Regions from separate parts of the Hordeum vulgare genome. Here region 1 is linked to region 2. A link is a contact called in public Hi-C data. All regions are on one chromosome and are shown on one strand. The core of a region is the stretch at or near the end of the contact, and the rest is flanking DNA. Distances in the headings are between cores, read along the strand shown. Region 1 holds the start of LOC123430403 (heavy metal-associated isoprenylated plant protein 47-like). Region 2 has its middle 19 kb from the start of LOC123430397.

What was found. Hi-C and Micro-C count contacts between places; a contact is called where the count stands out from the background.
Region 1: a contact with region 2 is called in a Hi-C map of leaf, with 2.2 times the contacts expected there. The contact joins the promoter of LOC123430403 here to the enhancer-like site in region 2. A contact is called at or near these places in 2 of 6 Hi-C or Micro-C datasets (leaf and seedling).

The regions. Positions count from the first base shown.
Region 1 is chr2H:519,743,650-519,746,769 of MorexV3_pseudomolecules_assembly, reverse strand. It overlaps LOC123430403 (heavy metal-associated isoprenylated plant protein 47-like), which reads left to right and starts at 1,486. Exons shown (of 2, transcript XM_045114273.1): 1 at 1,486-1,596; 2 at 1,745-2,224. The coding sequence starts at 1,591. The coding sequence ends at 2,119.
Region 2 is chr2H:519,303,289-519,306,032 of MorexV3_pseudomolecules_assembly, reverse strand. No RefSeq gene overlaps it. Among protein-coding and RNA genes, the nearest start is that of LOC123430397, 19 kb to the right of the region's middle. Within about 2 kb of position 1,457, at least 1 of the 3 cell types and tissues checked has open chromatin away from gene starts, as enhancers often do. A contact at or near this core is called in leaf, where this site is marked.

The DNA.
Region 1 (3,120 bases), core at 237-2,736, 440 kb before region 2:
GCTTTCCTCGACACACATGAATATCGTCAAGTTATTTCACCATGATTCATTGAGTTAACATTCATTGGCTTGATAAGTTTATGTAGGTGTACCGGAGATAAGGTATTGTCCTAACTTGAAGGATTACCTACTTATGATTATACTTTCCATGCAAACATCCGCAACTACGAGGGAAGTAATGAAGATAAATCTAGTTGTAGCATTAAACAACTGGATCCAAAACAACCCCTTACGAAATAATTCATAAATTAGGTTTAGGTTTCTATCACTTCCGCAACACATCATCTACAAACTAATTTTACAATGCCTTCCCCTAAGCTCAAAGATGATGAAGTGTCATACAGTTGATGTTCAGATTACACCACTAGAGAAAGAAAAAAAGAATAACACACCATAATATCACAACATTGAACAGAAATCAACTTCACATATATAATTACAAGTAACATGACTTCTCCTATGTCCTTCAGAACTAATGAAACTACTAACAACTGATGATATTGATCATGATCAATGAGTATCAATATATGTTTAACAATCAGAACATAACATTTCCTAGACTCATGGATTCAATCTAATAGCTCCAATTCCGTAGAGCTTTAATTGGACAACGTTGGAAGGATTGCCTCCACTTGCCTTCAATGAGGTAAGAAGTAAGAGATATCATGTTATATCTGCTCGTGCTTGTGCGGTCTGCAGGCAGCAACCCAATTAAAAATAAAAATCCTAAAATACCAACTTATAATATTAGGTCATTACACACTAAGTATCATATACTCCCTCTGTTCGAAATTACTTGTCACCAAACTAAAAAAAATGAATGTATATAGAACTAAAATATGTCTAGAATCATCCAATCCTATGACAAGTAATATTGGACGGAGGAAGTACATGATATATACGAGATATTCCCCTCTACAATCAGAGCATTGCAGCACTCCCTTCTCTGGAAAAATCAGAAGAATTGCTAATTAATTGCGTGCAGTTGTGGAAAAGTTGGGTGTGGCCGTGTGAGCCCCCTCTCCTCCCGCGTGTTCCTAAGACAAAATTATTGTTGATTGAGGTGATCGAGGACCATTCGGTTGAACTTGAGCTGCTACTGTATCCACGCCAATTTTGTCCCATTTCACGCTGATATGTCCACTAACCGATCGACTCGGTCTACGTATAGTTTTGTCCGCAGCCGCGTCTTCGTTGGAGCATCCAACGTGGCCAACCGGCGTGATACAATTGGGCAGATCTCTCCATCGGGAAAATTCAACCGAGTCCTTGTGACGAGGACGCGTTTACATGCATGCATGGCTAGCTACTTGCCCAGTTGGGCAGTTGTTTACTCACTTAGAGCTCAACTGCTGCCACGAATCTTCGTACAACTCGCTAGACAGTGCGTTGGGATGGATCGCTCCTGATACTGACATAGCTCTACTTCTCCGCTCCCACGCCCCCCCGCCCACTGCGTGCGCGTATATAAGGCGGGCAGGCGGCTATACCCTTCACCAAATCATCACAAGCTAGACACTTGCATCTGCGGAAGATCGACCAGTAGCTACCCAAACCAATCCCGAGTTTCTGTCTCTCCTACCCAAAGCAATGAAGGTGAGGAACCCTATTCAGCTTCTTCTCTTAGTTTTTGTGTACCTCTCGTGTTGCTTTGTTTAGCAGCTCAATTTCGAGGAATCGATACATTACTCTGAACCTGGAGCATACGATTGATCCATCGCTTTTCTCCTGCTTGTTTTTGCAGCAAAAGATTGTCATCCAGTTGAGCGTGTCGTGCGACAAGAGCCGGTCCAAAGCACTGACGCTGGCTGCCAGAGCAGCCGGGGTGACGTCCATGGGGATAACCGGCGACGCCAGGGACCAGCTGGAGGTGGTCGGCGACGGCGTCGACCCGGTGTGCCTCGTTTGCTGCCTCCGCAAGAAGCTCGGCCACGCCCAAATCATCAAGGTGGAGGAAGTGAAAAAACCGGAGGAGAAAAAGGAGACGAAAAAGGAGGACCCGAAGCCGGCGGTGCCCGTGTACCCGTGCTACTACCCGCCGGCCGGCTACTACCACCAGTACCAGCCGCCGCACATGGTCGTCTGCGACGAACAGCCCAGCAACTGCCGGACCATGTAGTTGTTTTGACGTACATTAATTTTTTGAGGGATTATGAATAGCAACATGCGTGTGTTTATTTAATTCATTCAAGGAAATGAAAAGAAACGAGAGATATTATATTTACGAGTTCGATCGCTTGGCTAATTTCCATTTTGAAATCGAAGCAAACGCAATGGTTATGTGAATCTTAGTTCTCAGGCGCTTGATTCTTTGTGAAGGTGAAGTTCATAAACTACATGTAGTTTGGGGCTGGGCATGTGCCGATAAGGGCGGGGAGCCAACCAGAACAGCACGATATGTGGATAGTGCGTCACCTGCAAGAAAAGGTAGGACGTCACACCATGATGCCCTCGGCCCCACATTGTGACGAATGCCATCTAATCATATCATCGGATGATAATTCCAGTTGATCCACATAAGTATAACCACGGTCGAATAAGAAGTGAATAAGATCTGCACTGTCAAATATAGTTTCAGAGCTCGGTGTTCTCAATATATATCTGAATAAACATGGCACCGTGCAATGGTGTCCTCCACTGTCAAAACACCAGGAGAAGGTGTGCAGCGATTTCATAGGAAATAAAGAGACTTTCTTATTGACCGTCAAAATTCTGCAGCGATTTTGCAGCAGTTTAGTTTGAGTGGCCCTCTTCCGTTCAATGTTCTTACAGTGGCCTGGTTTTCTTCGTCTTACTACATTAGTCAGTGGGGTGAGCCGGCGCGGTCAACGACGAGACTAGAGTAACCAAACTGCTGACCAGAAGTTCGTGACAATAACAAAAGTACAAGACTGTTGGTATCAGATGTCCACATCTCCAAAATTTCCAATTCTAAACAAAAAATTATGGCCACCAACTGCAGAGATCGAGCACGGCAACCAGACTCGTCCATCGGGAGTAGATTGTTAGAAACTTTGAATTCTCTTGGACATTTGCACCGATATTTTAAAGGTTTGCAAATGAATGTTTGCTCTTAATAACAGCTTTACTGATTAGTTGGAAATCGATATACAACCAGAG
Region 2 (2,744 bases), core at 208-2,707:
AATGCACCATGCCTAAGTGTTTTGGGATTATGTGGTTTTCGTAAAATAACTTATAAACCGAAACTGATGGAATATAAAGCTTGAAGGTTCCAACGCAGGCAACCCATATGATACTCTTTCCGATCCAAATTAATTGTCATGACGGTAGTACAACTTTATACGGGAGTGCGCGGTATATTCTACTCCCTCCGTACCTAAATATAAGTCTTTTAAGATATTTTACTAGGTGTCTATATACGAAGCAAAATAAATAAACCTATACTCTAAAGTATATCTATATACATTCGTATGTAATCCATTAATGAAACTTTTAAAAAGACTTATATTTAAAAACGAAGGGAGTAGTCAAGCGACATGTGCCTTTTCAGACTCCACTGGCGGCCAAATCACCATCATATCCACCGAGGGATCATAAGCCAATCAACAGCTCCGAGTTAGTTACTTAATTTGATAATGATAGAAACTGGTTAGTAGAGCACTAATTTTGAAGGTACTAAATGACGTACGATTCGGTACGTCATACTCCTATATGGAGCTCAAAGGTGTAGAGAGCTTTCTGAAGCAACGGGTTTACACCAAGGTTGCTATGTTCATACCGCGCGGCTTCTGAAGCAAAAAACCAAAGGTAAAAAGAAAGTGATTAGAGCACTAAGCAAGAGTTAAGTGCTGCCCACAATTTCCCGGAAATTACCGTGCAGGAGGGTAATAGTGTGTCTTATTGCGTCTCAAGAGGTAATCATCCTCTATTCCTATATAACTACAACCCACTACCTAATTTTTCTAGCCATGCAACCATAACACATAAGCAAGTATGCATGCAAGACATAAATAATATTTTTTTACATTACTCTACACATGCAATGGTGCCACATCGTTAATTCATGCATATTAGTCTTAAGTAGTTTTTTGTATTAGAGTTCATCATATTTTGTTAGAAATTACATTGTAACTATAATTTTCACTCTCTTGTTGTACGCTTTGTATTTTATTTTTTTAAGCTTACATTAACTTTCCATTAGTTTTAGATTTTTTTCTATAACATCATATTCTAGCAATGTTCTTGCAGCAACGCATCGAGAATCATCTAGTTCTATATATACTTTGCGTTAGTTTTCTAGTGTGAGAGATGAAACGCGGTTACAATGATTGTGGGCACGGTAATTAAAAGGCAATCATTGTATATATACTTTGCGTTTCATATAATCATTGTGAATTTTCTAGTGTCCGGTATGTCTTGCTAATTCTTGGTAATCATTGTACGGTAATTAAATTGTATCGTACACATCTGTATAAACAATTAAAGCAAGACTGTGAGGATGCTAGTCAGTCAAACAAAACAGGAAATCTTCAGAAAAGAGAAACAGACAAACATGTCAACAGAAACACGGAGATGGAGCACTCAGACGGTAACATGGTGCCAAAGGAATAAACAACATACGCCAAAGTATCAACCTCTCGAACGAGATGAAACACGGTTTCCGAAGGTGCACCAGCCAAGGAAGCCTCGCGGGTTCTAAGTCTTGATCTACGCGGTGTGGTTGGGGACGTAAAGTACAATCCCCGGCTGTATAAGAGCATCTTTAGCACATCCATTATAAGCGATCAAATCTATAAAATAATTGTTTTATCGTTTTAGTCGAAAAAGGTACCGAACAGATTCCTTAAAATCGTCCGATCCTTAAAAAAGTTTACAAGGCCCTGTGAGCAGATGTCCGAGACCAATGTATCTTCAGTTTTGGAGGCAATTTTGTTAGGCCCCGAATACCAGTTAACGCTAACAAATTGAGGAATTTCGGCTCCCGCCAACGCCTTCCACCCATAGACTTGTCGGAGACCGGCCAAAATTTGCCTCGAAGCTTCATGGTGTTGTTGCCTGTGTAGCTGTGCCGACGCGATGGCCAGCATCGACCACACCTTGACGACCGTTGCGGCTTTCTCCGGCAGGCAGCTGGCCTAGCAGCGCCCGCAGCAATAGCACAGCTCGGGTCAGGCCGCGCGGCCCCGAGCGCTGCGCACGCCACGCGGTATGCCTTGTCCGCGACTCGCGCGTCGTCGAAGGCGGCGACAGGGGGAGAAGGAGCCAGCTTGTGTGCGCGGCCATGGCGGACGGGCAGAAGCGGTCCTGAGGCGCTAGCTCGCTGCGGCGGTGCACGGGACTGCGACGAAGACTGGATAGGCGGCGGGGGATGGGCCAGCCGGACGCGCAGCCGGAGGGGCAGAGGATGGGTGGCGGCGCAGGCAGAAGGGGCAGGGGCGGGTCGGGCCTCGACCAGTCCATGCGCGACGAGGAAGAAGGGAAAAAATATGGAAAAAAGAGGGTCACGCGTCTGTTTACAGGTTGATTTGAAGTTTCCTTTTTGCCGCGCTTGTTTTCGGTCCTTATCCAAAGCATGTCGTGAACTGTAAATGCCATTTTACATTTTTGCGATATAAGAAGTCTGTTAGAGATGATGTAAGTAGGGGATCTTGGGAGGCTCTGAATTCATTCATTGCCCACCATTCTTCCGTTCTCCAACTTGTTCCTGTTAGGCTGCCTAGTGCCTACGCTACGCCTCGGCCTCCGGTTCTCCAACTTCTCTGAATTTCTGTTGCTGAAACCCGTTGCTCTGCTCTCCTGAACGTTACTGAAAATGGTATGCTCTGCTTTTTTTTTTCTTTCAGCAAAAGATGGTGATCAGGGTGCACATGACGTGCGACAAATGGCGATCCAAGTAAATGGGGCTGGTTGCCTCGGTACACGGTGA